Regions from separate parts of the Macaca mulatta genome. Here region 1 is linked to region 2. The links are chromatin contacts, called in public Hi-C maps. All regions are on one chromosome and are shown on one strand. The core of a region is the stretch at or near the end of the contact, and the rest is flanking DNA. Distances in the headings are between cores, read along the strand shown. Region 1 overlaps NXPE3 (neurexophilin and PC-esterase domain family member 3). Region 2 has its middle 200 kb from the start of ZPLD1.

What was found. A called contact is a pair of places that touch in the nucleus more often than the background predicts.
Region 1: a Hi-C map of liver shows a contact between it and region 2, with 18 times the contacts expected there. The contact joins two enhancer-like sites. A contact is called at or near these places in 10 of 14 Hi-C or Micro-C datasets (CD4 T cells, blood, cortical neurons and 5 more).

Annotation. Positions count from the first base shown.
Region 1 is chr2:181,799,938-181,802,646 of T2T-MMU8v2.0, reverse strand. The region is part of intron 7 of NXPE3 (neurexophilin and PC-esterase domain family member 3); the gene reads left to right. Among named protein-coding and RNA genes, the nearest start is that of NFKBIZ, 19 kb to the right of the region's middle. Within about 2 kb of position 1,341, at least 3 of the 40 cell types and tissues checked have an H3K27ac peak or open chromatin away from gene starts, as enhancers often do.
Region 2 is chr2:181,375,557-181,378,547 of T2T-MMU8v2.0, reverse strand. No RefSeq gene overlaps it. Among named protein-coding and RNA genes, the nearest start is that of ZPLD1, 200 kb to the right of the region's middle. Within about 2 kb of position 1,642, at least 5 of the 40 cell types and tissues checked have an H3K27ac peak or open chromatin away from gene starts, as enhancers often do.

The sequences.
Region 1 (2,709 bases), core at 92-2,591, 420 kb before region 2:
ACATATGGATCAAGCAGAGTGGATATTAGCCACATGCCTTGTTTGAGTGGTGGGGAAGGAACTGAAAAGCAAGGACCATCTCAAGGGGCAGCCTCTTTTCAGTTTCTGCTCCTTTGTTACCATGTAGAAACAAACCCTATGTGGGCAGATCCATAGATTTGTTTTTTCCAAGAGAAACCAGAAACTTTGATTTTTTAAATGTGATATCTCCAGATTTTAGAACATTGACATCTAATTCAAGACTTTGAAAATATTGTATGGGCTAAATGAAATCCGTTTGGCCCATATGCAGCCAGGGCACTGCCAGTTTATATCCCTTGTCTCTACTATTGTATGCCACAAGAATTCCCAGTCTTTTCCTGATGAAGAGCTGTTGTTGATTTACTTGAACCAAATGAATTACTAATTTTAGAGGCTTTGTATATGAGACTTCAATAATGGAAATATTTATCTTTTATCTGTTTGGGCCTTAGATTGCTTAGATTGTCAAGATGTCAGTAGACATGGTGTTCTTCGGTAGTACTGTGCTCTAAACACTCTCCATGTCTGATATCCTCAGGAGGCCCTCTCTCCCACTACTGGATCTGTCCTCCTTTCTCACAGTCTTCGACTGGCTTGCCCTTATTGTGATGTCCCTAGGTGTCCCAGGGATGGTCAGTGGGAGGAACTTTGGAAAGTTTACCTGTACCTGACAAGTCTTGAGGATCAACCAGGAAGTGGCTATGGTTTTATGATTTACTCTTCTGGTTAGAGGGAAGATAGATTTGGTAATTAGTGAGACTTTTGATATACTTTTAGAGGAAGGAAGTATGAATTTGTAGGAGCAGAATATCCTGGTTTTTAATAGGAAAATCATCTTCTTGTAACAGGTATATAATTGGAAAGAAAAGAGAAGGGCAATTGATTTATGGAATATAGAAGGAACCCAGCTTGGCAGAACTTCATTGAATTTCACTCTATTGACCACCAGGGGGCACTCAAAGACCCTAAATAAAGGGCTCGTATTTTTCCTTCTTTTACTTCATTCTATGCAAACATTCTGTTTCTGCTTAAACTTTCACCAACTAATTTTAGCATTCATCAGGGTTCATCAGATCTTGCCTGTGGCAATGATTTTGGTGGCATTCTAATTGTGACTTTTAATGTCTCTCAATCTTTCAACGTTTATTAGTTGGAATTCTGCAAAGAAGAGTGGTCCCTTCTTCATTTTAAGTATTTATATCAGTGTAGACTCATGATAATTTCATTCTTTGGGTTATAATCCAATCCAATTCCATCATTATTTTATTTTCTTTTATTTTTGCTCAAATTGTTCCAGTTTTGGCAGTTGAGAATGCTTTCAGTTTGGCTTCTTTATGCCCTTTTGTCACCCTGTGTGCTCTCATCCTTTTGTTTGTTTTGAGCACTTCCTTTCTGGCACCACAAGGTATTTGAGGCTTGTGTTGTATTTTCTTTGCTTTAGCCTTAGAAGGGGTTTATAGTATTTGTACTTTTATTTCACTTATGAATTCTATATTTTGAAGTTTTTTTCCCCTATGAAATTGTATTTATGTATTAGCTAATTAATATTCTTACAAGGTAAAATTATTGTTAAGATTCACATTTAGGTTGCTTGAGATTGCCAGTGCTACTGCTACTTGTGGTCATAATTCCAGTCAAAAGCAAGGGAAAACAGTTTGTAATTCTAGTTGACTACCTTATTAAGGGCAAGCATCTGGTTTATGTCAGATTTTCCTAGTGCCAGAATTACTGCTGAGTTTTCATTAGTACCTGTAATGTGGTCCCCAGATTATCACAGCTAAGTGGCTCAGGAACCTTGACAGATTCTAACCTCATCAACAACTTGAGGTTATATTTTTGGGGGGAACTTACTGAGAGTTTAGGATAAGACTCGATCTAATAGCAACAGTATAGATAAGAACAATGAAATTTTACATTTGTGTGTTATCTTTGTAGCTGTGGTAGGTTGAATACTAAGAGGACTTTCAGTGATCTATACTCTTACATAATCTCCTTCCTCTTAAGTGTGGGAGGGACGTGTAAATATGATGGTGTATCATTCCTGTGATTTGATTATGTTATATGACAAAGTTGACTTTAAGAGAGTGACATTATCCTAGGTAGACCTGACCTTAGATCAGATAAGCCCTTAACAGGGGCCATGTTCTTCCTGAAGAAAGAAGGATTCCATGTGAGGGAGATTATTTGTTGCTGGTTTTAAAGATGAAGGGGGCCACATGGCTAGGAATATAGGCAACTTCTAGGAGCTGGAGGGCATCTCCTGGCTGATAACCATCAAGGAAATGGGTCTTAAAACCACAAGTAACTGAGTTCTGCCAGTAACTTCAATGAACTGTTTTTGTTTGTTTGTTTTTTGTTTGTTTTTGAGACAGAGTCTTGCTCTGTCGCCTAGGCTGGAGTGCAGTGGTGCAGTCCTGGCTCACTGCAAATCTCCGCCTCCTGTGTTCAAGCGATTCTTGTGCCTCGGCCTCCCAAGTACCTGGGATTACAGGTGTGTGTCACCACTCCTGGCTAATTTTTCTATTTTGAGTAGAGATGGGGTTTCAGTATGTTGGCCAGGCTGGTCTCGAACTCCTGAGCTCAAGCAATCTGCCCGCCTCGGCCTCCTAAAGTGCTGGGATTACAGATGTGAGCCACGCGCCTGGCCTTGAATGACCTTTCTGAAGGCTCTTCTCAGAGAACACAGCC
Region 2 (2,991 bases), core at 393-2,892:
TTCAGCGATGCTCTGCCCAGTGAGGAGTCATCTAGAGAGGCAGTCTGGCCCAAGCCACTTTGCTGCGCTGAGGTGAGCTCCCCCCAATCTGAACTTCCTGGCTTCCTTCACACTGTGAGGGGAAAACCACCTACTCAAGCCTCAGTAATGGTGAGTGCCCCTCCCCCCACCAAGCTCAATCACGCCAGGTCGACTTCAGACTGCTGTGCTGACAGCGAGAATTTCAAGCCAGTGGTTCTTAGCTTGCTGGGCTCCATGGGAGTGGGAACTAACGAGCAAGACCACTTTGCTCCCTGGCTTCAGCACCCTTTCCAAAGGAGTGAACGGTTCTGTCTCATTGGAGTTCCAGGCAACACTGGGGTGCAAAAAAACCTCCTGCAGCTAGCTTGGTGTCTGCCTGAATAGCCGCCTAGTTTTGTGCTTGAAACCCAGGGCCCTGGTGGTGTAGGCACCCGAGGGAATCTCCTGGTCTGTTGGTTGCAAAAACCGTGGGAAAAGCATAGTATCTGGGCAGGTTAGCACAGTCCCTCACAACTTCCCTTGGCTAGGGGAGGGAGGCCCCGGGCCCCTTGCACTTCCTGGAGTGGGGTAACGCCTCACCCTGCTTTTGCTCACCCTCCGTGGGCTGCACCCCCTGTCTAACCAGTCCCAATGCGATGAACTGGGTGCCTCAGTTGGAAATGTATAAATCACCCACCTTCTGTGTTGGTCCCGCTGGGAGCTGCAGACCAGAGCTGTTCCTATTCAGCCATATTCCATAGATAATATTTAAAACTTTGAGAATAAAGGAGACAAATGAAAGAGAGACTACAGAGTAAGAAAAGAAGAGTTGCTCAGGACTAAGCCTGACCAACCTGATGTTCCTGAGGAGAATGAGAAGAAGGGACCACAGAAAAATGAGGGTGTAGTGCTACTGAAACTCAGAGACATGGCTCAAAAAAGCAGTAGGGTGTTGAATACTGCTGAGAGGTTTAATGCAATGAAAACTGAAAAATGCTTAACTAGTCTGAGACTGGGATCCTCCACTTGCATATGTTCTGCTTTTGGGAGAGTCACCTAATGTATCTGGATTTGTTTCATCATCTGTAAAATAGTTGTGCTTGTGAAAGGAGGTGTTGAGTGCTGTGAAAGGAAGGGGTTTGCTTGGGAAGTGCCAGACATTGCAAGATGGTTAAATGCAAGATCGGACAATGCAAGATGGTTAAATGTAGAGGTGAGGGTGGAGTAGATGATCTGCCACCTCTAAAAATGTATGAAATGTGAGCCTATGGACAGGATGATAGTATTTAACTTCACAGGATGGGTGAAAGGATTTTCTGTATCACTCACTAAAGTACCAAGTACTAGGTAAATACAAAGTATTATTTCTGTTTACTGAGAATATACATATCAAAGGGAATTGAGGATTTGTGGCAGCTGTTTTAAGATAGACTTAGGCTATAGCCATGATGGGTGATCTCATATAGAAGAAGCTGGAGGCAGAATTGTCAGGTCTGTGAACCCAAATGTTACTGCATCAGCACCTTAAAAGTTAAGAGGTCCCTGAGGCTTTGAGATTGACTTGCGTCTGATCTTCTCAAGTGACAGCCACTAGGAGATTTTGCCTTGTTCTCATACCACAAAACTATCTCGATAATCTGAGGCCACCTGCTGGGTGGTCAGGTCAGAACATCCTTCCTTTTGGTACCACTCTCAGAATTGCCCACTCCTGCCCACTACCACAAACACATTTACTTTTATATAGGGGAGAGAGTGGAAGGGGAGGAGGATCCCTGTTCCCCAGGGCCTTGCCACGGAAATAATGCTGAGGCTTCCACTGCTTCCTAGTGTGTCATGCAGGGAGAAATCACTGGGTCCTCATGCAGCAATCTTGTGCATTTGGGAACCTCATGTACAGTGAATGCTCAATAAATACTTGTTTTTCTTAAAAAGGGAATAACTAGCAATTCATATTGTGTATTAGTGGGAGGCAAGGCTAACCTTTGCCATTGGCCTATGGTGTTGGCTCTGTGGGATGATTTTGCAAATGTTCTGTTCCCACATTAGTAGCTTTCTGGATGATTACAATTCTACTTTTAGAATTCCACCCTTTAATGGGCATTGTTCTCTGACAAAATGCAAGGGAGAGTGAAATCACCTCATTAGCTTTTTATATCTTACTGCATTTGAGTTATTTGGATCTCTCTTGAGAGCAGAGTTTGAAAGGGATGTTGAGAAAGCCGGGGAGCTGAAGGAAGGTGGGGTACAAAAATCTAATTCTATAGATTTCACAGTTGTGCCTAAGACCAGTCCTGATCAGTAGCTTTCACAAGGCACGTACCCGAGGACAATGTGTGCTCCCTCTCATTCTGTCTTTCAGTAATTCCTTTATACTTCACTTTGAATATGTATTGTGAGTCAAATGTCCCACACATAGTCACATGTTCTTAATACAGTTACACCCAGATGCACAAAGAGTAACGTTTTTAGTCTCTCAGATTCAAATTTTGTGTGACTGATAGATTAACACAGTAACGCGAGCAAACACGAAGTACCAGAGTTTCAGGTGACACATTTAATTAATGACATTCAGGCAAGCAAAGAAAGATAAGCATTCTGGTAGCAGCCAATTACAAATTACAGATTAATGAATGTAATTTTGGGTTTCAGAGCTTTTCGTATTTTATTCTAACACTGGGATCAACATTAATCAGCTCAGAAGGGGGAAGGTCCAGGCCTGCTAAGCAAGGCATCCATCTAAGGATAGCTTTTGCTTTTGCTTCATCTGCATGACCGATTAGACAGAATTACCAAACTTAATCTGACCTCTAGTGGCACCTCGTATTAACAAGCACATTTGAAATCCACTTAGGAATTTTGCTGTGAGAATTCTACTATCGTCCCATCTCACAGCTGGAAGGAACCTTAGAGATGATCTGCTTGGCAGGCTTCTACCCACTCCCCGATTTCACAGATGAGGAGACTGAGGCCTGGAGATATTGATGAGTGATG